Regions from separate parts of the Mus musculus genome. Here all the other regions are linked to region 1. Evidence: chromatin contacts called from public promoter capture Hi-C data. All regions are on one chromosome and are shown on one strand. The core of a region is the stretch at or near the end of the contact, and the rest is flanking DNA. Distances in the headings are between cores, read along the strand shown.

Region 1 (3,626 bases), core at 302-2,801:
GTGGAGCCTGGCTTACCTACTGAAATCATGTTATTGAGGTTCTCCATCATGATTTCCCTGTACAGGCACTTCTGTTGGCGATCTAGCAGTGCCCACTCTTCCTCGGTAAATCTCAGTGATACATCTTCAAACTTCACAGATTCCTAAAAGCCATAAGATGCAGTTCAGCCGCAGGTTTTCCTCTTCCATGGTGTCAGAAAAATAGAAAGGCTGAGCAAGATGACCCAGCTACATTTTACTTATCTCATGTTCCTTTGTCTGAATCCTTGAGCAAATCGGTCTGACACTAATCAGGGGACAAGTGAGACTGTGGTCTATGAAAACCTGTTCATTTCTCACTAACCAGGGGATAGGACTGTTGGCTCCCATCTATACCTCTTTTCTTGTTTTTGAATTATCACTTCTTTAAAGTAGCTGCTGAAAACTAAACATGAGCCTCTTATCTTCTAACACCTGTCAGTTTCTCTCAACCAGATCCCCAGCTTTTGTTGTTGTTGTTGTTGTTCTGTCGAGATAGGGTTTCTCTGTATAGCCCTGGCTGTCCTGGAACTCACTCTGTAGACCAGGCTGGCCTCAAACTCAGAAATCGGGCCTGCCTCTGCCTCCCAAGTGCTGGGATTAAAGGCTTGTGCCACCAAAGCCTGGCCAGATCCCCAGCTTTAAAAAAAAAAAAAAAAAAAGTTGAAAAGGACTGGTGAGATGGCTCAGTGGGTAAAGGCTACCAAGCCTGAGTTTGATTGATCTCCAGGACTCATGTTGAAAGAAGGGTAGCAATCCGGAAAGGTGCCCACAAGCAGGCAATAGCACACATGTGCATACCCACACACAAAATAAATGTAATAGAAACATTTTTTGTTTTTGAATTGAAAAGCTTCAATCTGGCTTGCCTCAATCTGGCTTGCCAGTTCCAGTTCAGAAATCGGTTTGTTTGTTTCTTCTATTCTAACCCCCCTCTTGGGCAGTCCTTCAACTCCTCCCGTAACTCTAGGGTATTTGAGAGCAAACATCTCACCACTAGCCGGCCCCTGAGCCGTCACAAAAGCTGAAAAGAAGCCTTTACTCACATGGGGCCAGGTTGTTGGAAGCGTGGAAGCCATACTGTCCTCAGTGTTCTCTAGCGGTAGGAGGCAGAATGCTGATCGTCCTGAAGGTGGAAGAGGCACTAAGGAATGTGCCCAGTGGCTCCCCCACTTCTGCCCATATTCCGACCTCTGCAGGACATAACCAGTCCGCCCCAAAATTGCCAAGTGCCCAGTGAGTCCTCTCCCCGACTCCCATAAGCTTACAAAACAGGTTCCCCTCTAACCGAGAGGGGATGGTTGATGTCCTCCAATCCAGAATGCGGTCGGTTTTCTTAAACCGTGTTCCCCATCTAGAACGGGATGCCTCCTCAGGATCCGGACCCACGACTACACACCTTCTCCGGGGTCCATAGAAGTGGAGCCACTAACGAAGCCGACACTGGACTCCGGAGGCTGCAAATGAAACAGAAGATAGGAGTTGTCCCCGACGGGCTTTCACGCAGCGTTACGAGTGCTTGCGATAAACACAATGGCTCTTGCCTGTCGGTCTAGCCCCTGAGTCGGCTCGCTGGTCCGGACTACAACTCCCAGGCGCCCCCGCGGACGTCGAGCGGCGGCAATCTGTTGGCGTCCTTCCTGTTGGCAGGCTAAGCCGAAGTCCGTAAGCGTCTGCTACTGGCTGCTAAAGAACTAGGATGAAGCCTTTGAAGGAGGCTACTAAGATGCTAAGCATCTCCGTGGACAGAGACCGAGACTAGGAGGGAGTCGAACCCACTAACAGGAGCAAATGAACTTGGACAAACCGGAAGAAGTGCTGGTGTTAGATCGGCTGGGGGATGCTCGCCTTGTAGCAGAGTAAGGAGGGCGGAAGGAGGGCGGAAGGAGGGGACACACAGAATACACAGCTCGACTAGTGTAGAGGGGAGGGACCCGGATGGGGACTGGCTGTGGGTCGAAGGCAAGAGAAGACAAAGTCATTTAACCGAGTTTCCTTAGGGGAAGGAGAAAAGAATGCAATCGTGCTGTAGTTTCAGCGGTGTCCTTAAAGGGAGAGGAAGAAAGGACTAAACCGTAGAAACAGAAAGCCATTAGGCATTGGAATTAAAATTTTACTCGTTTCTATGAGAGGACAGGCGTTTGCGTCCAGATCTGTAGAGTGAGCAGGGTTGTATGGTTTAGGCAGGGTTGTATGGTCTTACAACGTTTAGGTGGTAAGTGTGGAGACCTGGTGGACTTGAAGGATATGGTAGGCTACACTAAATGTCCTCTCCAGTTTTCCCCAGCAGAGGAAGGGATGTAGTGAAAATTCTAGAATTTTGGTTTCTTGAAAAAAAAAAAAACCAAATATTATAAGAAGGTGCTTTTATTTTGATTCCGGGTATAGGGACGTAGGGCTGCTTCCGACTGCCTGAAGCAACTGACCATGATTTATTTGCCTTGTGCTCTAGCAGAATCGCGGTTCTGTCTGCAGCAGAGTTTTGGTAATTGTGTTATATTTGGAACTCTGGGAACTTTTCAGAGGGTATATAAATGTTAGAGCCCGATAGGCTGGGGGCTGGGGTGGGCCAGTTGTTGGTTGTATAGGGAGGAGGTTGGTTGTAGTTTGTTAGTAGCTGAGGCCAAAGGAGAAGCAAGAGAAAAGAAATCAGATTCGGGGATCTTCCTAATCACTCTCTCCCCTCTACTCTTGTTCCTTTCCTGTCTAGTGTTAGGGGGTAGAAAGGGGGGTAAGGATAATAATGGGAGGAAAAAGAGAACCGACAAAGTAGCAAAGACCAGTTACAAAGGGACACGGAGGATCAGAGATGTATGAGGAGAATTAAAATTACCCTCAGTCCCAGGGAGGCTAACTGTAAATATCCATGCATATGGAGAGCTCTTAGGGCAGCTTCTAGGAATTTGGCAGAAATTTGACATTAGACTAGAACACAGAAGTAGGCTCAGGCAAGAATTTGACTTTGGGCTAGGACAAGAAAGTAGGCTCAAGATCTTGATCATCTTGTAAGTCCCTGAATACCACGGGACCTTGTTTATTGCCTTGTTTGTTCCTTGACTGAAAACTGACCTTATTCTCTGCATGTACTTAGAATGGCATAAAAACAGACTGGAGAAAAATAAACCCACTTCAGCCTCTGCACAGGTTTGAGTGGTATTAAGTCTAATTGTCTTTTTCTTTTCAATCCTCACTCCCTCCCTTGAGACCCTGTTGACTGACTGAGCTGGCTTGATCACACACAGGGATTCATTTGTACGATACACATCAAGAGGATGTGGGTTCTGGTAATGCCAGTTATTAGGTAACCTGTGACTAGGTTTGTTCCTATTGGCAGATTAGATTGGGGGAACCTGAAGTCTGCCCCTGATCATAATTTGGTATGTTTGTAACTCTAGACAGCTCAGAACAACAAAGAATTCTGTTGTGTTCCTTATACTGTCTAGTATTCTATTCCTAGGGTCTCTTTATATTCTGTTCTGATTTATGTAATCTTGTCTTATTTGGGATCCAGACATACTGATGCCTAGAGCCTAGCGACCTATCCTTCTCAACCCAGGGTTTATGTATTCCTTTGAGGTTTCTAAATAGGGTTGGCAACACTGTGTCTA
Region 2 (3,626 bases), core at 411-2,910, 2.5 Mb before region 1:
GTACCTGACTGCTCTTCCGATGGTCCGAAGTTCAAATCCCAGCAACCACATGGTGGCTCACAACCATATATAATGAGATCTGACTCTCTCTTCTGGAGTGTATGAAGACAGCTACAGTGTACTTACATATAATAAAAATAAATACATCTTAAAAAAATACATAGAAAATACTAGTATTTACGATAATGTAGTTTAAACCCATGCTTCTTAGGTATAGATTTTAATGCTGTAAGTCAGTCTCCAGCATACAAATCAATTTGACTGGTGTGGCAAAAACAGCACAAATGGCAGGGTGAGGAGACACGTGTATACAAAGGACGGGATGAGCAGCCAGCTGTTTACAATCACAGTTCCATGAGTGAGCCACAGCTCTTCAACTTCATCTCTCAATCTTTCCACAAGAAAACAAATTTCTTACATCGCAGTCTCTGGTGCAATTTTATGAGTTAATATCTTCTAGTATTTTCCAGTCTGTACTATAGGATCAGTGATAGCTGGGAAGGTACAAAGCTCAGAGCGCCCCCTCTATGAGGTTTTGGTTTTGGTTTTGTTTTTTTGTTTTTTGTTTTTTGTTTTTTTTGTTTTTGTTTTTGTTTTTTGTTTTTTTTTTGCCTCATACAGGTGTGTGAATGTGAGGGTTCTGTCACAGTGGGTAAAGGAGTGATTCCTATCCAAAGTGAGCCGCCCTGAAAACTAACAATTTATCACAAAGAAAACGGGACGAACATCCCATACACCAAACTCCCCCGCAGAACTCCCTGTCCTGGAAACTATGAGCCACACGAACTCAAAACCAGAGTCCTGGGCCTGTCATAGAATATGGGAGGGCTCAGAAAAACCCACTTGCTCTAGATTTCCTGAGGGATCTGACAATAGCAATGTGAAAGCTAGTAACAGCAAGCTTCCCCAGCCAAGGGGCTGTGTGCGCTCTCATCATAGCCTGCTTCCGCACGATCAGCCAAGCCACCCTGCTCTAGCCATGTGGTGTGTCTCAGTGTAGCTCCTTGCTCCATTATCATAAGGTAAAATTGTGTCAATGTGCATTTTCCCTCCTGCCATACGATTCTAGGTACACCTGAGCTTTTAAAGTCACAACATATCGATCAAAGTAAGACGTAAACTCAATACACAGTGACATTGAAAGGTGGAATCATATTCCTACAACAACCTCTTTAAATCTGGTATTTTAAAAGTAGCCTAAAGGTATTGAAAAGCCTTGGGCAATAGCGCTCTTTTGGAGATCTTCGCATAGACTTGTGGGAAATGCAGTCCCTCTAATCATGACGTCACTAGACAGGATTCAAGCTTTCCGATCTCCATTCTTGCACTAGCAGGCCACCTCTCAGGTCCCTGAAACACATGATTGACTCTGGCAGTCGCTCCGTCCTAACAGAGCATTCGCTCCTGGCACCGTGCGTGCGCCCCACCCCTGCACTCTGGCCAAGCCTAGATCTGCATTGCACATCCAAGTGGGCTTCTCTCCGCCTCCCGCCCAGCCCTCACCGGCTCCCTGCACGCCGGACCCGCCCAACCTCAGAGTTCATGAGGTTTGCAAGTCTAGGCTGCACCCGGGACCAACCTCCATGTTAAGCGCGAAGAACAAGCCACACTGTCCGAACTTTGAGAACGCCGCAGAGTTTGGAGAATCACAAATGCAAAATGAACCCGGAAGCACAGAGAGCAGAGTCCTGTCTAGCGGGGTCATGCAGAGAGAAACTACATTTCCCAGAAGTCTATGCGAAGGACTGCCCTGAACCAAAGAAGTCAGAGGGTTTATAGGTCATGGATTGTATTTAACTGGAATTAGGCTCCTTTAAAAATCCCAAATTTACAAAGGGCAATTTGCGAATATGAGTGCAGCCTTTTACAGTAATGTGTATTAAGTTTACTTCTTACTCTGATCAATGCTGTGTCTTAAAAAGCTCAGGGGTTTGAGACAGAAGAATCACAAGTCTATGTCCCAAATTACACACTACCAAAAGAGATGGGGGGCTACTCACTGGTGAAGCACTTGCCTGGAGTAAAGGAGGCCTAGGTTTAACATCCATTATGACACTAAATCAAAGAGGAGAACAAAAACAAAAAACAGAACAATTTTGGTGTGTACACTGAAATCCACAGTTTGGGGCGGATATGGGCTAGGAAACACAGATATCTCTTACCGATAAGCCCCAGAAACCCTTTGAGATTTTCTTCTGTCCTTAGTCCCTTGTCCACACGTTCCTCAATTAATCCGTGTAAACAATTTAATATTTGAGAGAGCTGTGCCAGAGCTTTACCGGATTCTCTTTCACAATCTCACACAACTATTCACCACCAGATGTTCTTCCAGCTCCTGGCTCTACTCTCAATGGGAGGAAAACTGATCTTGGGCTCAATATGGCCAGTGAACTGACTCTTGACACACTATTCATCACTCATCATAGGATTTCTATCATAAGAGATTGCCGCGGAGCACCACAGTCAAGTATGAGGGTCCCTGGAATGAGGGTCCTTGAAGCTAGGTGGATAAGGTTTTGACAGTGACAAATAGAAACAAACACATAGGCAGTTTGAATCTGAGTGTATTCTGCAGCTCTCAAGCAGGAGATATTATACATTAAAAAACTAAACATTACATCTCTTAGAAACTACATCCAAATGAAACATTCACAGATACCAACAAAAATCATTTGGCACAGTAAAGTAGAAAAATCATCCAAGCATTACAACTCTGAAACCATGTATTCAGTGCATTGCAAACAGAACAGGTAACATCATCATAAATCATCAAAATATAACAATTCTAAAAGGATGTATCCAGTGGGGGCTGCCGTCCAAAGCTAGTGGCATATTTCTAGGAGCAGGTTAATAAATCTTTAATGATCAGTGCTAAACTAACTTTCCAGCCCCATGGAATTATTTAACATCTAGTGCCTGATTTTTTATAATCTTCAGTGTATAAATTTAAACTACTTTAATTCTTCCTAATTAAGGCTTTCTTTAACATATACCAAAATCCACCTCCGATGACACATGTGTAGCCATATGAAATTTTATTGTTGGGAAAGTTTTTATCATAATAATTTTGTAAATGATTTAGAAAGTAAAGTGTTGGTTTCCCTGGGGTTAAGGTCATGTTAGTGGCCCAATCTCTAGGGATTATTTCTTACCCATTATTCTCACTTAAGATCTTGGCCTAGGCTACCAGGAACATATAAATAAGAAAAGGAATAAGAGAAAACAAAACAGATAGATTGACATGAGAACTACGACTCAAAATTTTTTCTCTGGTGAAGAGTTCAACAACTGGTTCCAGGAGGCCTCCCCCTTTTGAGGTCAATTGCCTTAGTCTGTGGAACTTGTAACACAGATCCTACTGGAGGTGGTGTGGCAAGAGGTCTGCTCTCCCAAAATGCCACCTGAACCTCCCTCACACTCCTTGCTGGCTAGTGAGACCAGCCTGGCCTGACTCAGTGTAGGGTAACATGGAGCAACTGAGACTGCAATGCTGAAGACAGAGGTGGATCCAGCTGCAGCAGCAGAGGCAGAGGAAATGACTCCCCCTTCCTGCTCCCATTCTCTCACTTTTGCTTGAACCCTTGCACCCAGCAGGGTGACCTCTGTGGAAAGACTACAGTACACAA
Region 3 (3,626 bases), core at 819-3,318, 2.5 Mb before region 1:
CCCAGCACCCAAGGCAACTTATAAAAGATTTTTACTGGGCTTATGGTTTCAGAAGATTACAGTCCAGAATAGTGAAATGCTAGCAGGAATTGCTGAGAGCTCACATCTTGATCCACAAGCAAGAGGCAGAGCTCTGAGAGAGGGTAGGAGTCTTTCTGACATCTCAAAGCCTGTCCCAAGTGACATATTTCCAACAAGGCCACGCCTACGACTCCTTCTCAAGCAGTTCCACCAAATGGAGACAAAGCATTCAAAGAAGAGCCCAGGGGCACCATTCAAACCACACCTTCAGACTGGGCTTTGGGAGTGGAGGTGTCCTGTATCCTGGAGTCTGCTGCATAGTATGGTTGTCTTCTACTGACTACATGTAAATGAAGTAGAATAGAAAGACAGGAGAAGTTAAGATCTGGGAAGAGAGATCCCCTCACTTGAGTTTGAAGCTTTTCAGCAGCTGAAAGTCAAACATTTTGACAGCTAACACTCAATGTGAAGGTTTCCAGCAGAGGCAATATTTGTCTTCCTTAGTAATACTTTCAAATAAAAATGTTACAATAGCCATGAATAGGGCTGGAGAGATACCTGAATGGGTAAATACGGACTGCCAGAAACTCTGTCAGTTAATAACAGAGTTCAATACCCAGAACTCACATGGTGGAAAGGGAGAATGACTCCCAGAAGATATCCTCTGACCTTGTAGGTCCTGCCATGTCAATGTGGCACAAACCAATAATCCTAGTCCTTGGGAGGTAGAGGCAGGAGGATTAGGAGTTCAAGGCTGGCTTCATTAAGGTGCTTACAAGGTGCCAGTCACAGGGCCCTGAGTGATCAGAGCTCCTCAATTCCATCTTTTTGTCTCTCTGACACACTGTAAGTACTTGGGTGAGTTTGTCTAGAACTGTTTGGGGAGGGTTAGGGAACCTAGATGCCACATTCTTCGATAAGAGTTGGTTTAGGTGAGTTTAGACACTGCAGATGATATGCAAAGACAGAACAGCTGGCCATTAAAGAGCGATGAAGACCGACCTCTTAGGATGCAGTATTATTTCCTCCCCCAGAGACATTTCAGCCCCCTCTCACCTGTAACCAACAGCCCTGTACCCACGCCTATTCTCACACCAATTTGTTTCTCCATTTTGAAAAGGAGTCCAAACGCAGTCTCCGAAGGTACTGGCTGATCTATTATTTTCTAGTACTTTTCACTCTACACTACAGAGTGAACTACTTGGTTGACACAAAACTCAAATCTTTCCCTTTAAGGGACTATTCTGCCCTCATTCATATAGGAGTGTTAGTCTTGGGGTTGACGTCACAACAGTGATCGCGAAGGACTTCTATTCAAAATAGTTCATAAATCTAACAGTTCATTACCAAGAAAATGGAACCAACATTCCAAACACCAACCGCCCTCCCAAAACTCCCTTCACTTGCAAATAAACAAGGTTATGAACTTTTGTCAACTCCAAGAGTCCTGGGCCAGCTATAAAGTAAAGAAAGCACCACACACCCAGTTGGTTCTAGATTTCCTGAGAAATCTGACTACAACCATGTGAGCCTGAGTCAGCTAGAGAGCAGAGTTTCCCCAGCCAAGCAGGAGAGTGCGCTCCCAGTCATAGCCTCAGGCTGTCATCAGACACCAGTCAGGGTGAAACCTGCCAGGACTTCCAGCAGTTCTCACTCCTGGGTCCTGAGCCAGCTCTCCTGCGCAGGGTGGACTCCAGCAGTAGCCTCGTGCAAGCAAAACGGTCACTCTCAGAGCCGACCCCATTGCCCTTTCCGCAGCTCTGACCTGGATCCAACGTGGGGTTGGTCCAGCCTAGGTCAGCACAGCACCCCCAAGTCCGCTTCTTCCCACCTCCCATCCACAAACCCTCGCCATCCATTCCGGACCCATCACCACGCGGACCCTCACGCCTGCAGGGCAGCGTTGCACCCTGGACGAACCTCCATGTGAGAGATGCAAACCGAGTACTGAGCAAGACCTTTTTCTTGCTCAACTTTGGGAAAGATGCAACTATGCAGACCGAGAGTAGAAACGTGGTTTCCTGACTGGCTCCTTGTGACGTCATATGGGCAAGACTACATTTCCCACAACTCTATGCGAAAGAAATCCCTTAGAGTGTAAGGGGTTGGGAGGAAGCAGTCAGTTTGTGTCCTGGTACAACCACAGGGAGCCAGTTGGCTTTTAAAATGCTAAATTTAAACCGGGCAGTGGTGGCGGCGCTAGCTTTTAATCCCAGCACTTGGGAGGCAGAGACAGGCTCTGAGTTCGAGGCTAGCCTGGTCTATGGAGTGAGTTCCAGGACAGCCAGGGCTACACAGAGAGGGGGGGGAAATGCTGAATTCAGTACAGGACACGTTTAAATGTAAATTGAGCCTTTGGCAGTAACCTTTAATAGGTTTGCAACTTATTTCTGTTCAATATGTTGCGATTTAAACTCAAAAGTGTACTTATTATGGAATCTTCTACATGTAAAGTTCACACTGATTCAATATTACTATAAAATAACTATATGTGACCTTCCTTGTAGTCGAACTGCTCAGGAACTTAAGACAGGAGGATCCCAAATCCAAGGCTAACCTGGGCCAAATAAAGAGACCTTGTTTCAAAATACAATGTACAAGTAGGGTTAGGGAGCAAGGGGTAAAGCCCTTGACTACAGTGGAGGCTTGGCTTAATACCAAGCATTACATATGCATAACTACTCCTTGTTCACCTGTGTGAGCCATACATGGATAAGACTCCACAACTGGATAACGTTTTCATGTGAACACTGGAAACTTCCATACAGTGAAGGGCATGGATCAGGGACACAGCTGTTTTAAATCATTGGACAAAGTTAAACATCCAGCTCTCTGATGTTAACTTACGAAGAAATCCTGAATTTATCTCAGGATCTTTTTTTGGTCTGTCTGTAAGTAGAGTGCACACATGTTCATCCACTAATTTGTGCTATACAAGAGCTTCATCCTCTTCTACCTGGTTTTTCATGAATGCAGGCAAGTATTGTTGGGGACAAGAAAAGAAACGTATTCTAAGTACTATGACGATTTCACTTTCAGATTTCATTAAATTCTAGAGAGAAACTAAATTCATAGTTCCAGGCCCTAGGGGAGCTGGGGACTTCCGTATAGCTGAATAGCTTCTGTTTTAAACAGTTGTCTGAGTCCAGCCATCTCAAGGGCAACTTCTCCATCTTGCTGGCAGGGTCATACAAGTTCATGTTCCCAGGCCCGTAAAGAACAGCTATCACTCACTTTTCCAAATGTTTTCTTAATTTGTTAACAGCTGTGTGTGTGTGTGTGTGTGTGTGTGTAGAGAGAGAGAGATTGCTATTATTTAAACCATGGTTTTACACACACACATATATACTACATACAGCTGACCCAGTCCTTTGTCTCCTTAGCACTCTAAGCTCCTAACCACTCCAGACCTAATGTCTAGGAGAACGAATTAAGGACCTTGAAGCCAAGTGCCCTGGATACCGCCCAGTCTCCAATGGTACTCCTTTGTTTAACCCATAATGTCAAAATACAATTGGTTAAAAGTGCAGCTCCCCTCCCCTGGTCCCCCCTGTTTTGTGTTCCCATCCTTTAAAAATGTTGTTCAAACTCCCTTTGGGAGGCAG
Region 4 (3,626 bases), core at 726-3,225, 2.5 Mb before region 1:
TTCACATAGGAGCGGGATGGATTCTGTCCTGCTTTAACCGAGTCCCACCCCAGTCATCTCCCCTCTTGTGAAAGGATTGTTCGACCCTGAAGGGGGACATAACCCACAGGTTAAAACTCATTGTTTTATAGGATTTGAGAAGACGGTGTGGTCCAGATGAAAGGTGTATCTTCCCAGCTCAAGGTTGGGATCAAAGTCATGTGCCTCCCTATCTCAAAAGACTGGACTAGAAGCGAAACCACTGACTTCAAACCAAGCAGAAAAATCCCTCACAGGGTATCCTCCATTTCCGGAATCCAGTTAATTCCAGAAAGTAGTCAAGTGTCAAGAATAGCAATCACGGGGACAAGAGGGTTTATTTGGTTTACATATCCTGGACTACTGTCCATTGGAGAAAGCCAAGACAGAACCTCAAACAGGGCAGGAATCTGGAAGCAGGAGCAGATGCAAGGCCATGGAGAGGTGTTGCTTACTCAGCCTGATTCTTAGAGAACCCAGGACCCCAGCCCAAGGTTGGCACCACCCACAACATCCTAGGCCCTCCTACATCTATTACTTATTGTGAAGATGAAATGCCCTACAGGCTTGCCCACAGCCCAACCATATAGAGGCTTTTTCTCACTGAGGCTTCCTCCTCTGATGACTTTAGCTTGTGTCAAATTGATATAAAACCCAGCACAATTTCTTTCTGGTGATGAAACAAAAAAAGAACAATCTGATCTTCCCACTCTCTCATCCAAGAAGTAATCTCATTGTGAATCAGTGACCATGGCACGAAAACAAACTCTTTCCTCTCGTGGGGTTTATCGTTGGGTCTCAGATGTTACCAGTACAGGAATACATACACACGAGATAGGGAGTCCCATCACTCCGTGGTGTCAGTCCAGCCCCTTTCTTGCAATGAGTTCATTCTGTATGATCAGGAACATATTTCTGATACCTTTGTATTAAAGGAAGATTCATTCCTGTGTTATGAGATGAGGGAATAGAGTGAACTTCAAGCAAAAAACAAAACAAAACAAAAGAACCTTTAAGTACTTCCACATGAATGGGAGTAATGTAAGGAGTCCAGAAAGAGACTGGAAGTTGAATAGGGCAGATCCGAAGTAATACAGAGAGAAATCTTATGATGAGTGTTGGATAGTGGGTCAGGAGTCAGTTCACACACCATACTGATTCCAAGACCAGTTTTCCTCTAACTGGGAGAGGAGCCAGGAAGAACATTTGGTGGTGAATAGTTGTATGAGATTGTGAAAGAGAATCTGGTGAAGCTCTCTCAAATGTTAAATTGTTTACACGGATATCGGAGGAACGTGTGGACAAGGGGACTAAGGACAGATGAAAATCTCAAAGGGTTTCTGGGACTTATAGGTAAGAGACATCTGTGTTCCCTAGTCCACGCCCCAAACCGTGGATTTCAGTGTACACATCAAATCTGTTCGGTTATTTTTTTTTCCTCTTTGATTTAGTGTCATAATGGGTATTAAACCAAGGCCTCCTTCACTCCAGGCAAGTGCTTCACCAGTGAGTAGCCCCCATCTCTTTTGGTACTGTGTAATTTGGGACATAGACTTGTGATTCTTCTGTCTCAAACCCCAGAGTAGCTGAGATTTCAGAATATTTCCAGGAAACTTGGTTTCAAAAACTATCCTAAAGAGTTTGTGGTGTGCCCTAAAGTAGCTTCTTGCTCCGTTATTTTAAAGTAAAATTGACTCAATGTGATTTTTTTTCTGCCCCCCATAAGATTCTAGGAACCCCTGAGCTTTTTAAGTCACAGCATTGATCAGAGTAAGAAGTAAATCTAATACATATTACCGTTAAAGGCTGGACTCATATTCTCAAAATGCCCTTTGTAAATTTGGGATTTTTAAAAGCAGCCTAATTCCAGTTACATACAATCCATGCGCTTTAAATTCTTTGCCTTCTTTGGTTCCGGGTAGTCCTTCGCGTAGACTTCTGGGAAATGTAGTCTCTCTCTCTCTTTCTGTATGACCCCGCTAGACAGGACTCTGCTCTCTGTGCTTCCGGGTTCTTTTTACGTTTGTGATTCTCCAAACTCTGCGGTGTTCTCAAAGTTGGGACAGTGTGGCTTGTTCTTCGCGCTTAACATGAAGGTTGGTCCCGGGTGCAGCCTAGACTTGCAAATCCAGGAACTCTGCGGGTAGGCGGGTCCGGCGTGCAGGGAGCGGGGGAGGGCTGGGCAGGAGGCGGAGAGAAGCCCATTTGGATGTGCAGTGCAGATCTAGGCTTAGGGGTGGCTTGGCTGACCATGCCAGAGACAGGCTGTGATGAAAGCTCACACAGCACCTTGGCTGGGGAAGCTTGCTGTTACTAGCTTTCACATTGCTGTTGTCAGATCCCTCAGGAAATCTAGAGCAAGTGGGTTTTTCTGAGCCCTCCCATATTCTATGACAGGCCCAGGACTCTTGTTTTGAGTTCGTGTGGCTCATAGTTTCCAGGACAGTGAGTTCTGGCGGGGGAGTTTGGTGTATGGGATGTTCGTCCCGTTTTCTTTGTGATAAATTGTTTTCAGGGCGGCTCACTTTGGATAGGAATCACTCCTTTACCCACTGTGACAGAACCCTCACATTCACACACCTGTATGAGGCAAAAAAAAAAAAAAAAAAAAATTCTCATCGAGGGGGCACTCTGAGCTTTGTACCTTCCCAGCTATCACTGATCCTACAACACTGCAGAGTGGAAAATACTAGAGAATATTACCACATACAATTGCACCAGAGACTGCGATGTCAGAAATTTGGACTCCTTTTGTGAAAGGAGAGATAAGTTGCCCAGGTATTTGTATTGTGTGGAAAGATTGAGAGATGGGGTTGAAGAAATGTGGCTCACTAAAGGTCTTGTGATTGTATACAACAGTCTGCTCCCCATGGCATTTGTATACAGCCAGCTGCTCACCCCGTGCTTTGTATACAGCCTTTGCTCACTCTGTCCTTTGTGCTGTTTTTGCCACACTTCAGTCAAATTGATTTGTGTGCTGGAGACTGACTTACAGCATTCAAATCTATACCTAAGAAGCATGGGCTTTAAACTACATTATCATAATACCAGTATTTTCTATGTATTATCTAACTATAATTACAATAATATGGACACTTTCTAGTCAATGCCATTAATGTTCAGGAAACTAAGAACATGTCATTTTACATTTTATGGTGTGAAAAGTACATTTTCTTGTACCTTAGATCCCGTTTCTTAGAAGGTAGAGGTGATACAGCAAAATGCTTATATCACAGGTCACACATGCATGCATTTAATATATACATATACACATTTATATTTAATATATTTATCAAACAGACCTATTTAAAAGAAAATGTCAAATTTAAGGTTACGTGTGCTACCTAAGATTATCAAAAATAATTTATTTTTTAAATAGAGGCACTTGTTTCTCTAGCAAAGGAACATTGTTCAGCCCCCACCAGGCACACAGTGGTTCATAATTGTCTATAACTGCAGTTCCAGGGAACCAATAACATCTTCTGGTCTCCAGGGTAACCATGTGGTGCACCATCATACAAGATGGCAACAACATATGCACAAAAATAAAAATAAATGACTTAAAAAGTTAAACATCACGAGGCCTAGAGAGTTAGCTCTGGGGTTGA
Region 5 (3,626 bases), core at 665-3,164, 2.5 Mb before region 1:
CCTGTGTTTTTTATAAGTCATTTATGGACACGCATTTATCTGGGCCCTTGACAGAAGGCAATTGGCTAGCTGATCTTGCTATACAACCTTATATTTGTACAGCTTAGAGCAAGCAGAAGCATTATGCTATCAAGTAGTTTAACAAGACAGGCTGTCAGGCAAGAGCCATTTGTCCAGAAACCCATCATTCTTTGCCTACGGGAGTTAATCTCAGAGGACTCAGACCTAAGGATCTCTGGCAAATGGACATTATGAATGTTCCTTCTTTTAGCATACGTTCTTTTGTCCACGTTTGTGCAGGAACCTTCTCTCATGCCATAGTCACCTGGGCAAGGACAGTATTATTAGAAAACAAACTCATGCTCTGTAAGAATATTACCTACTCTCAACTACATAACAATCTCCTTCGCTTACTGTAAGTGAACATAGATTTTAGAGGAATTTGGTCAAATCTCACAGCTAATCCAGAATGTTTGTATGGGTGAAACTAAAATAATCAAGTTTTTATAAAATGATAGTATGTCTGATAAAGTTGAAACTGCCAACATGGTCTAAGGAAACATATAAGGCCTGAGAATCAGACTGTGGTAAACTCTCCCTAAGTATGCCTGGGCCCCTAATATCATGCTAAATGGGGCTTCCTGTATGTTCAGTTAGGTTCTGCATGTTCGTTTTGTTCCTATACCATATTAGTTCCTCCTCTTCCTCTTGAATTAACCAATCCCACTAGGAGGAAATGGAAACTGCAGAACAGTTGAGGGTGAATGCTGCATCCTCACAGATCAGCACCTCCCAGAGGAGTCAGTGCCCTCTCAGGTAGGTTTACATGTAACAGACACAAACATACATGCACACACACGCACATGCACATGTACACTGGAATCCTAGACATGTCCAGAAATGCTAAGGCCTTATGGTTGATGACAGTGCCCTTCACTGCAGCATTCAGGAGGAGTACAGACTAGTCATGACCTCATTCTAAACAGACATGCCAATCAAGTGTTCAGGTGAATGTACTGCTTGACTCTAGTTTCTCTAAGTGGAGCTGTATCCCTGGGTTAACACACTGCCTGGAATACAAGAATTGATAGGAACTTCACATAGTCTCTGTTCTGAATCAGTTTCCCTGTGAATCAGAATGCATCACAGAAACATGAAATCTTCCTTGTGATGGATGGGGTTCATACCTTTGTCTCAAGCATGAACTGCACAGGAATAAACTTTCCTAAAGAAGTGAGGGAAGTTCAAGACAGATACCAAATATTAAATAGTCTGAAACATGAATGATGGCATGATCAGGAGAGAGAGGAAATTCTATAAGGAACATCAAAGGGAACAAGGGAAATCCTATAGTGCACAGTGTACCAAAAGTCAGTAGACTCACCAGTGTGATCCCAGGAGCTCTGCGCCTCCTGCTGGGAGATGGGGAGGAGGAAAGCCTGTGCTCAGAGAACACCCGGTGGTGACTAGTTTTGATTTCCTGTTCTTCTGTCTTAAGCACCTGAGATGCTGCATGTCAGGCGGGATCACCAAGCGTGGTTTCATTAAAGAAATGCTCAGTCCTACATTACCTTCCTGCTTCCTTATTTTTAAGTAAAGCAGACCATGAAAGCATGATTTCCCATGTGTTAGTATGATTTCATAAGTAGATTTGAGCTTTAAAATCACGTTTTAGCAGAAATAACTAGCATGTATAATTAACATTACTGAGAAAGGCTCGACTCACAGGCTAACATCCCTTGCTGAGACCACAGCACTTCAAAAGAGCCCGAATGCCCTGTGGCTGCCCATGTGCCTGTTTCTTTCCAATTTCACTTGCTCACACTTAGGCAGGTACCCAGGCAGTGCACCGAACTCCTTTGGTGTGTTCCTGGAAGTCCTTTACACTGATTTGTGGGAGATGTAGTCCCAACAATTATGACGACTCCAGAAGGGGCCGTTGGTACCAAACTTCCGGATTCGTTCTTAAACCTTGCTTCTCCCCAAAGTTAATCGAGTGTCTTGGGTTTGGATCCCTGACATGGAGGTTGGTGCAGGGAGCAGTGCGGTCGTACAGATCTGAGGGACTGTGCAGGATGGCGGGTCAGGCGCGGAGGGAGCTGGCTCAGGCTGGTTGGGAGACGGGGGGGGGGGGGGGGCGGGGGGCGAGGGGGCCGCCGACCTGGAGGTACTGTGTTGACCTAGGATGGGCCACTGCCCCTAGGAGCAGGATTGGCCGGGAAGAATGTTAGAGACAAGGGGATGGCAAGGGCAGGCTGGGTCTGCTGACTGCCTGTGCGGAGATGCTGAAGGGAGCATTCTACTTTGCTCTGCCTAGCTGACCCTTACTCATGTGATTGTAGTCTGAGTCCCAGCACTTACAGAACTTCCGGAAGTTCCAGGGACAGAGAGTCTTGTGAGGGCGACTGTTGTGTGGGATGTTAGTTTCTTTTCTTTTGGAATGAATTGTTAGATTTATGGATGCCTCGGGTTGAGTAGGAATTCCTAATGTACACCTCTGTGACCTGAGTCGTCACAATACAAGGCTATGTAGCTACAGAATAATCTTGGAATTGTTTTGAACTTATGTTGGCACAATCCAAATAATTATGGATTTTACACTTAAGCTTAAAATCACTAGACAGCAGTGCCCCAATAATACTATCTGAGTATATTTATTTTTTCAAAATTTGGACTGCATTTCTGATAGGATAGTACACTTGTGTGATGAGAGAAAGATCGCAGGGAGGGGCTGGAATGCCTGAAAGGGAAGGGAGAAAATATCTCTGCTAATAGGCCAGGCTCTGAACATTGTTCTCTTACCACATGATTTACTTCTGTCTGTTCACATTATCAGCAGTGACTAATCTCTTCTAAAAGTACTCTGTCCCTCAATGTGGCTTTCTGGTTTACTGATGCTTCCTGGATAGTTCTAGAAAGGATTCCCCAAGTTTTTGTACTGTCTTTGAGAGACTGTAAGATAAATTTCAAAAGCTGTAGCACACTTGGGGGTCTTAAGGTTTACACATAGTAGGTTCCTGTTCATGCAAAATGCACAGTTCTCCTCTTGAAGGGTTAAGAGAATAGTTTAGCCCAGAGCCATTTAATTGGCCATGATCTGAGAAGACAGATTTAGTTTAGTGAAAATTCCATACTCCAACTTGGAAGCAGTTTCATGGTTTTACAGAACAAATAATGTCATTAGCCAAGTAAATTTTAAAATACATTGATGTGAGTCTGATAGAGGTATGTACTGTGAGACATGGGAGATGTTCTATTCACCAAAGATACCATTTGATGAGATTTTAGCTTTTGGACTGATAGAAGCTCATGTTCTGCCTAGTCAGTGGATTCTGGGAGTTTCTTTTAAACTATTGTCACAAGCTGTGTGGTCCACTACAGAGTAAGGTAATGACTGCCCTTGAAGAGAAAACCAGCCCAAGGTAAGGCAGCCAACCCTGAACCTGCAGAATTCCAGGCTCTGCCCCTCCGTGAACTTCCACATGGGCCACCAGTCTCTGCACACACAGACCCCTTACAAGAGTTTTGCATTCACAGTCAGACACTCATTTTTTTTTTTTGTTTTTGTGTTTGCTTTTTCAGGGTTTCTCCTCCACAGCCCCTCCCCCTATCTCAGGTGATCTTGC
Region 6 (3,626 bases), core at 372-2,871, 2.4 Mb after region 1:
TTGACTACCCCAGTGAAGCCAGCTTAGATCCCTGAGGGCCATCTCAGCCTCAGGGATCTCTGTGGACTTTGTTGAGCTCATTATTGCTACTGTATTATGGCTCAGCATCCTCCATCCCACCCTGGTGTGACCATCAGACTGTTCAATATTGTCTTTTTCAGGGAGGAGAGGGTCATTTCTTAAGAAAATGAGTCACTGGAGCACAGGGTGGGGCAGGTAGGTGAAGAAGAGGAATTTGAGAAAAAGGGGGTGGCAGTGGAGGGCATGCCAAGAGGCAGTGTGCCCAGAGAGGGTGATCCTGGAAGAGAGTGCCAAGGAGCAGTGGGCCCAGGGCAGGGCCGGAAGCTTCAAGCCAGTTTGATAGCAATCTTTGTACATCAGACAGGGAACACAAACAGGCTAGATGGAAGGCACGCTGCTAGCTCTCCCAGCTTCAGCTCTTGACCTTCTGCAGTCTGTTCCTTCATCATGTAGAACAGAGCAAGTCATAGCTTTCCAGCTTAAAACCCTCCACAGGTTCTTCCAGCACTGTGAATAGAACCCACAAGTGTTTTGCTATGGTTTGTGAGATCTGTCATAATATCATCCTTCTCTCTCTTTTCTCCTTTCTTTCCTGGTGTCTGTGTGGCTGTCGGGTACACATGTGAGCCTTGGGCGCTGTTCCTTGGGCACTGTCTACCTTGTTTTGAGAGATGGTCTCTGATAAGCTTGGTGCTAGCTGATTGCACTAGCCTGGCTGGCTAACCAGTCCCACAGACAAGTCCACTCTGGTTCTTCTCTTGCATCCTTCAGCTTTTTGCTCAAATATTATTTTCCCAGTGAACTTTTCCCTGACACCCCAGTTTACTCTTCCCAGCATTCTCTATTTATCTTTCTCTTTTCATGATTCTCTATGCCAAAGTGGCTCCTGTAGCAAACTGATCCATGGTATGTTTTTGTTTCTTTTTGTTACTTGTCAATCTTACACTCAAGAAGGGCAGGAGTTTGTACTCCTTGGGCTCTGACCTCAAAGAAAGCCGGTGTCCTGGTGCACAGTACCTGCTCAGTAATTAATTGTTCTACAAATCAGCCTATGACTTGTGACAGCTAGAACAGGCACGGGTAAGGACGCTGGCTGCGGAACAGCCTGACTTCAGAGAATAGCTGTTTGTGTCTGCATTAGTTTTCTCTGCGGAAGACACTTAGAAACTAAGGTTCCCAACAGTTCTCCAACTCTAGAAACTGGGAGGAGGCAACAATTAAGGATTCAGAGTGGATGTGGATGGGAGAATCCATTTCCCAGGAGATGGGTCAGAAGAGACAGTGATGGTTCAGGAAGAGCAGTGGGTAGGGATCGAAACCAAGCCACCTCAGGCTCAAGTGCGGCTTTCCCTGAACTAGTTACTCAACCTCCCTGAATTTGCTTAGTATTTTAAGCAGGTGGGTGGGTGGGACGGGGGAAGGGTTATGGGAGGAGGAGTCCATCATGCCTTCCTCTCTGGCAGGTTATAGCGGGCATTGGAGGAGATAACCATGCAGGTAGCCCAGAGGCAAGGTGGGCGGTGGGGCAACAGAGGAGGAAGTAGCGTTGTCAGCTTGGCATCTAGGGGAGGGTGCATGGAACGGAGGGAGGGAGAGGCTAGGAGGACCTTGGCCAGCGGGCAGAATGGCAGTTGGTAGAGGAAGGGAGCAAGGGGGTGTTTCCTGGGACAGGGGGGCGGAGACCTGGAGACTATAGGCTCCCCCAGGACTCAAGTTCATTGAGTTTCTGCAGACACTGAACGGCTTTCAGTCTTCCCGCTGTGACTATCACCTGTGGGCTCCACCTGCCTGCACCTTTAGTCAGCACCTTTAGCCAGCACCTGCGCCAGACCCCAGCAATGGCGAACCATGCGCCCTTCGAAACGGATATCAGCACCCTGACCCGCTTCGTCATGGAGCAGGGCAGGAAGGCTCAGGGCACGGGGGAGTTGACCCAGCTGCTGAATTCGCTCTGCACCGCGATCAAAGCCATCTCGTCTGCGGTGCGCCAGGCGGGCATCGCACAGCTGTGAGTTAGGCCTCTGGCTGCCGCATCTTATCCGTTAGAACGACTGGGGTCTGCTTCTCTGGACCCCTGCTGGGTCCTGATGGGTCTGGTTGCCAGTGTCGCATCTGACAGTTAAGATTCTGCTCTGCTGCACACAGCCCTCGTTCCCTTCTCCTGGTGCACAATTGCCGGATCTCTTCTGGTCTCAACTCTCCTTTTCGCTCCTCCCAGATTCCTGGTATAAGTGAGTGACTTACCAGCTGCCCACCCGGGACTCTCTAAAGTGCCAATACCTGCGCCTTTCTCCCCATTTCTCTTTTAACCTCTGTTACTCTCCTTGGAAATTGAAATCCCAAATTCAGCTTCTAATTCAGTATCATCCCTAACCTAGACAAGCCCCATAAAGAGTATCCCACCACTTATCAGTCTGGAAGGGAGCCGCCACACAGTATTCCGGGCGCTCCCTCTTTCTGGAGCCAGCTGTAGACTCACCTCCTGAGCACCAAAATCTCTCCCTGTTTGCATTAATGCTAGGAGCAGATCTTGCCCAATTATTAAGAGCTTAAAGACAGAGCAGAAGTAGTAGACTGCTTTTGATAAAGCCAAGAATCCAATCTCCTTCCCCTGAACCATCTGGGGACTTTGTTATGCAGACCCTCCTTGAATAAGAAAAGTTCCCTGTGGTAGATGATGGTGATGATGATAAGGGGGAGGAGGAGGAAGAAGATGAAGAAGAAGTTTATGTATTTATTGAGACATGGTCTCACTATGTAGGTCCACTATGTAAGGTTAGGGTTAGAAACAGGTTCTCACGATGTAGCTTCTACTGTCCTGGAACTCACTGTGAGTAGACCAAGTTGGCCTTGAACTCAGGGGTTATCTACCTGCCTCTGCCTCCTGAGTGGGGATTCAAGGCATGGTGGGTGATTTTAATGCTATGGTCCATATTTTGTACTGTAGGTAGGAGCAAATGAAGAAACATGGAGTCTCAGAACACCTTCATTTTTTAAACTACACAACACTTCTGTACTTTGTTCTGGCCTGAGCAACATGTTTGGGACCTAACTGGTTTTCACACAACTGAATGGAACCTGGGTTTTCAGGTTATCGGTATACTTTCTTAACAAATATCATACTTAAAAAAATTTTTTTCCTACGAGCAATGAGAGACTGATATGTGAGATTTGTAGCTAACTTGAACATATAATCCTTTGAAATGGATTTTTAAATGCTCCTCCAACAGTGTGGCCTGTGTTAGCTATGTGTGCATTTATTTCTGAAAAACTCTGGTTCTGCTGTGAGGCTTGGTGGATAATCCTTAAGCGTAAAACACCTGGTGATGTTTACTTTAGATGCCAAGCAAGGCTAAGCCTTACTAGAGAAAGCTAGGGACATGTATATTAGAAGTGATGACTCCCTCACTGTTTCGCTGTGTTCTTAGCCCTAAGGAGCCTTTCAGCCAGCACACTCAGGTAAAAGTCTCACTTCAAATTAAATTTACAGCTCAAGGATTTAGCTCTCTCAGAACCTGGGGGTTTTGTGAGAGACGACAGTTGCCATTTCTTACATTATTCTAAAAATGCACTGGTACTTGCCACAACCCCAGAGAGACCTAGGG
Region 7 (3,626 bases), core at 819-3,318, 2.3 Mb before region 1:
AGCAATGTGGAAGTGTAATCTTGGTGGTCATCTCGTGATACCGGCATCTCCAAAACACTGCTGTTTTCTGCTGCAACTAGGCTTCACCAATAGCCTCTCATAGGCTCTCTTTATGGTGCCAACCCTCAACTCCAACTTGCTTCATGGTCATGATGTTTTGAGCAGGAATACATACTCTGACTAAGACATACATCTGTTGAATTTTTAAATATTTTTCTATGGCAAAATTTCCAGTTCAAACTTACATAAAATGTGACTTACATCCTGGGTGGTATGTTTACTAATTCTATGTAAACATGAGAATATTGCAAAGTGAGACTGTCTGCTGCATGTATTCTGGATAAATGATTCTCTCAGAAAGTGGTCATTTGTGTGAAGGAGATGGGTGTTGTTTTTAGAAGTTATGTCCTTCTAAAATGAAAGCAAAAAGGACCAAATACCCTGTACCTGACTGTGTGCTTTCATCACTAAGGCCCAAATATTTGTAAACCCTGAGACTTCTTAATCACACTCTTCTCTCCAAATTGAATTCATATTTGCAGAGACTGTATTATTCATTCTTATCTATAGAAATATTGGCATTTGTGTCACCTAATAGTTATTTTTATTTTTTTCTATATGAGTACACCATAGCTGTCTTCAGACACACCAGAAGAGGGCACTGGATTGGGATCCACAGATAGTTGTAAGCTACCACGTGATTGCTGGAATTGACCTCAGGACCTCTGGAAGATCAGTCAGTGCTCTTAACCGCTGAGCCATCTCTCCAACCACCCTCCCCAACCAGTTATTAAAACTCCTTCTTAAACATTTCAGGGAAGAATAAAAAAGGACACAAGTAAGTTTCTTTCTTTCTTTCTTTCTTTCTTTCTTTCTTTCTTTCTTTTTTTTTTTTTTTTTTTTTTTTTTTTTTTTTTTTTTTTTGGTTTTTCGAGACAGGGTTTCTCTGTATAGCCCTGGCTGTCCTGGAACTCACTGTGTAGACCAGGCTGGCCTCCAACTCAGAAATCTGTCTGCCTTTGCCTCCCAAGTGCTGGGATAAAAGGCATGCGCCACCACTGCCCGGCAGGACACAAGTTTCTTATTAAAAAAAAAAAAAAAAAAAAAAGACTTTCCTTCTCAGCTGAGATTTAGCTTCCTTGTGAACCACTGTCCGTCACGAGTCCAGACTCTTCTTTCTAAAAAGGTTTGTTCTTTGGTCTTTGGCATGACCAGTACAGCACTAGATATTTACGAGGAGATAGGAGGTCCCAATGGTGCCAATCTATCTTTATTCATTCATTCATTATTTCTATGTTCCCAGTTAGATTCTCTGAGTTCTTTACAAGTGAATTCTAGAGAGCTGGGCTTTTAATTTTGTTCTATAATTTTAAATCATATCTGTGCACCTTGACCTGTGCACTACACTGTATGGATTCCAATGTTCACACTAAGACTTTTTTTCCAGCTGTGGCAAACTGGTTATTTTATTTAACTACAGGACGAGATTGTCTATTGTAGTGGTGTATTTATAACTAAAGCCTTCTTCATCCCAGGCAAGCAGGGACTTTACCCCTAAGATGCTCAGTAACCCTTTTTTGTAGTTTGTACCTTTTGCCCAGGTTATCCTTGGATTTGGCATCCTTCTGTCTTAAGCTCCTGAGCATCTGCGAAGACACGGAGTGACAAATAGGCTGATTGTAAAATCATCTTAACAGAAAGTGGTCATTTCCATACAATTTTTTGCTGATTTATTTTAAAGTTAAATTGAGTCAACGTGAATTTTACATATGGAATAAACCTCATAATAAGTAGACTTTGAGTTTTAAATCAGTACAGATTGACCAGAAATAATCAGCAAACATTAGAGTCAAAGGCTCGACTCACATTCAAACATCTCCGGTAGTGAACCCGGGATTTTAAAAGCAGCCCGACTCCCTATGGCTGTCCCAGTGCAAAAAATGCTCGCGTTCCCATCCATCCTCACCTGCAGAGGTGAAGAAACACAGGAAACACACACGTCACCAGCCTGTTTTCCTGGCGCCTCGTCGCACAGACTTGTGGGAAGTGTAGTCTTCCGTTGGATCGCTTCACAAGGAGCCATTGTGGAAACGGCACTTCCGCATTGCGACTGCACTAGTGCATTTTCTCTCAAAGTTGGGCGATTCTCTGGTCCTGCTCCGCGCTCGGCTTGCATCGCTGACATGGAGGTTGGTCCAGGGTGTCGCGTACCGCTGCAGGTCGGAGGGACCGAGGGCGGGTCCGGCCCGGAGGCGGCGGAGGAGGGGTGGCCCGGAGGCGGGAAGAACAGACTTGGTGGAGCCCTGCTGACCTAGGCTGGGCCACAGCGTCTGGAAGCCTGCTGGGGCCGGGGAGAGGGCATGCGGTTGGTGCTGGAAGTGAACGCTCTTGTGAGCTCAGAGTAGCTGCCTGGGTCTCTTATAGAGGCTGTATTGGTAAGAAAGGAATTGGGAATATGAAAATCCAGGATTGCTCGGACAGGCGGGTCTGCTCGTAACCTGTACCTGGAAGTGGTGGTGGTGGACTCATACATCTCAGATTGGCTATGGACCCACGCCTTCCCCGCGCTTGTCAGTTTTCTCAGGACACCTAGACCAAGTGGAGATCTGGCCCCTCCTGTACTTTATAGCCGGCCTAATACTTTTAGTTTGTATTGATAGAAGTTCATAGAGTTACTAGTTTCCAAGGACGGAGAGTTTTGCGAGAGAGATTGATGCATGGGATGTTAATCCCATTTTCATTGGAACAGAGATTTATGGACTGCCGTTTTAAATAGGAATACTTAATGATCACTGCTGTGACCTGAATCCTCAGACTAACACCCCCATGCAGAGCTAGAATGATCCCCTAAAGGAAAAGATTCTAGCTTTGCAAAACAAGAAATTACTGATCCTGCACTGTACTGGAGAAGAATAACTCATCCAATTCCATTGGGAATTATGATGCCATTAGTTTGTGGGAGATGAGTTGGCTAGAGGCTACAAGGGTGTCTAGGGATTGACTGTAAGGGGACAGAGGTGCTTGAGTTTCTCTGGGAAAGAGAAATAGTCCTGCCTACCTGACCGGATGCTTACAGTGCTCTCTGATCGATCCCATGGTTTTCTCCCGTCGTTGTCCACTGCATACTGTGTCTAAAACTGTCACTAGTTGTGGGATCTGTGTTCCACGAGTGCCCTTAAACAGTTCGTCCGGAACCGTTTCTCCCAAGTTTTTATACTGGGTCAAAAGAGTAAGAGATGACTTTAAGAGCTATGGTTCACTCGGGATCCTGTAGTTTTTTCACAGTGGGCTGCTCACATAGTCTTTTGTTTGTACAAGTGAAAATATGAGGGAAGGAATTACTCATTTTAGAAACTCACATATAGTGACGTTGTTGTATTACACATGTCGTCCTTACAAAGACTCTGATAGGAAAGTTTGCAGGATGGCGATGATGATGCTCACCATCCCCTGGTGATCTGTGTGACATCTGTTGGTTAACATGGAGAGAAGATACGGAAGGTATTTGTATAGATTTGGATGGGAGGAATAAAAAATGTGAAGCACGGATTTTTGTCATTTTTCTCCTTTTGGTTTATAAAGATTTCTGTTCTTGAGTCTGTCGGTAGTTGTTTTCAAATGCAAGT

The links. Promoter capture Hi-C pulls out the DNA fragments that hold promoters and counts their contacts. Capture Hi-C pulls out chosen DNA fragments and counts their contacts.
Region 2: a contact with region 1 is called in a promoter capture Hi-C map of liver, with 4 times the contacts expected there. The contact joins the promoter of Zfp273 here to the promoter of Zfp369 in region 1. A contact is called at or near these places in 2 of 484 Hi-C or Micro-C datasets (muscle stem cells and pre-B cells) and 2 of 9 other capture datasets (adipose tissue and liver).
Region 3: a promoter capture Hi-C map of pre-B cells shows a contact between it and region 1, with 9 times the contacts expected there. The contact joins the promoter of Zfp493 here to the promoter of Zfp369 in region 1. A contact is called at or near these places in 4 of 39 promoter capture datasets (hippocampal neurons, liver and pre-B cells) and 1 of 115 datasets of contacts at active chromatin or transcription factors (regulatory T cell precursor).
Region 4: a contact with region 1 is called in a promoter capture Hi-C map of liver, with 8 times the contacts expected there. The contact joins the promoter of Zfp85 here to the promoter of Zfp369 in region 1. A contact is called at or near these places in 4 of 39 promoter capture datasets (hippocampal neurons, liver and pre-B cells), 2 of 115 datasets of contacts at active chromatin or transcription factors (embryonic limb bud and thymic regulatory T cells) and 1 of 9 other capture datasets (liver).
Region 5: a contact with region 1 is called in a promoter capture Hi-C map of pre-B cells, with 12 times the contacts expected there. The contact joins the promoter of Zfp65 here to the promoter of Zfp369 in region 1. A contact is called at or near these places in 4 of 39 promoter capture datasets (hippocampal neurons, liver and pre-B cells), 1 of 484 Hi-C or Micro-C datasets (CD8 T cells), 3 of 115 datasets of contacts at active chromatin or transcription factors (astrocytes, kidney and thymic regulatory T cells) and 1 of 9 other capture datasets (liver).
Region 6: a contact with region 1 is called in a promoter capture Hi-C map of second pharyngeal arch cranial neural crest. The contact joins the promoter of Fbp1 here to the promoter of Zfp369 in region 1. A contact is called at or near these places in 2 of 39 promoter capture datasets (pre-B cells and second pharyngeal arch cranial neural crest).
Region 7: a contact with region 1 is called in a promoter capture Hi-C map of liver, with 3 times the contacts expected there. The contact joins the promoter of Zfp748 here to the promoter of Zfp369 in region 1. A contact is called at or near these places in 4 of 39 promoter capture datasets (hippocampal neurons, liver and pre-B cells), 2 of 484 Hi-C or Micro-C datasets (B cells and CD4 T cells), 2 of 115 datasets of contacts at active chromatin or transcription factors (regulatory T cell precursor and thymic regulatory T cells) and 1 of 9 other capture datasets (liver).

What each region holds. Positions count from the first base shown.
Region 1 is chr13:65,276,779-65,280,404 of GRCm38.p6, reverse strand. Zfp369 (zinc finger protein 369) reads right to left here and starts at 1,551. Exons shown (of 8, transcript NM_178364.5): 1 at 1,418-1,551; 2 at 1,065-1,144; 3 at 17-143. The coding sequence starts at 1,433.
Region 2 is chr13:67,811,850-67,815,475 of GRCm38.p6, reverse strand. Zfp273 (zinc finger protein 273) reads right to left here and starts at 1,660. Exons shown (of 4, transcript NM_198322.3): 1 at 1,580-1,660. The coding sequence starts at 1,585. All of the region lies in intron 2 of 4930525G20Rik (RIKEN cDNA 4930525G20 gene), which reads left to right.
Region 3 is chr13:67,778,135-67,781,760 of GRCm38.p6, reverse strand. Zfp493 (zinc finger protein 493) reads right to left here and starts at 2,068. Exons shown (of 4, transcript NM_028402.2): 1 at 1,942-2,068. The coding sequence starts at 1,947.
Region 4 is chr13:67,753,551-67,757,176 of GRCm38.p6, reverse strand. Zfp85 (zinc finger protein 85) reads left to right here and starts at 1,975. Exons shown (of 4, transcript NM_001001130.3): 1 at 1,975-2,114. The coding sequence starts at 2,109. It overlaps Zfp85os (zinc finger protein 85, opposite strand), which reads right to left. Exons shown (of 3, transcript NR_027969.1): 3 at 339-2,598.
Region 5 is chr13:67,727,461-67,731,086 of GRCm38.p6, reverse strand. It overlaps Zfp65 (zinc finger protein 65), which reads left to right and starts at 1,914. Exons shown (of 4, transcript NM_145622.2): 1 at 1,914-2,026. The coding sequence starts at 2,021. Zfp85os (zinc finger protein 85, opposite strand) reads right to left here and starts at 1,825. Exons shown (of 3, transcript NR_027969.1): 1 at 1,385-1,825.
Region 6 is chr13:62,886,277-62,889,902 of GRCm38.p6, reverse strand. It overlaps Fbp1 (fructose bisphosphatase 1), which reads left to right and starts at 1,621. Exons shown (of 7, transcript NM_019395.3): 1 at 1,621-2,029. The coding sequence starts at 1,860.
Region 7 is chr13:67,551,594-67,555,219 of GRCm38.p6, reverse strand. Zfp748 (zinc finger protein 748) reads left to right here and starts at 2,068. Exons shown (of 4, transcript NM_001035231.3): 1 at 2,068-2,189. The coding sequence starts at 2,184. 9430065F17Rik (RIKEN cDNA 9430065F17 gene) reads right to left here and starts at 2,018. Exons shown (of 5, transcript NR_131100.1): 1 at 1,967-2,018; 2 at 1,591-1,646.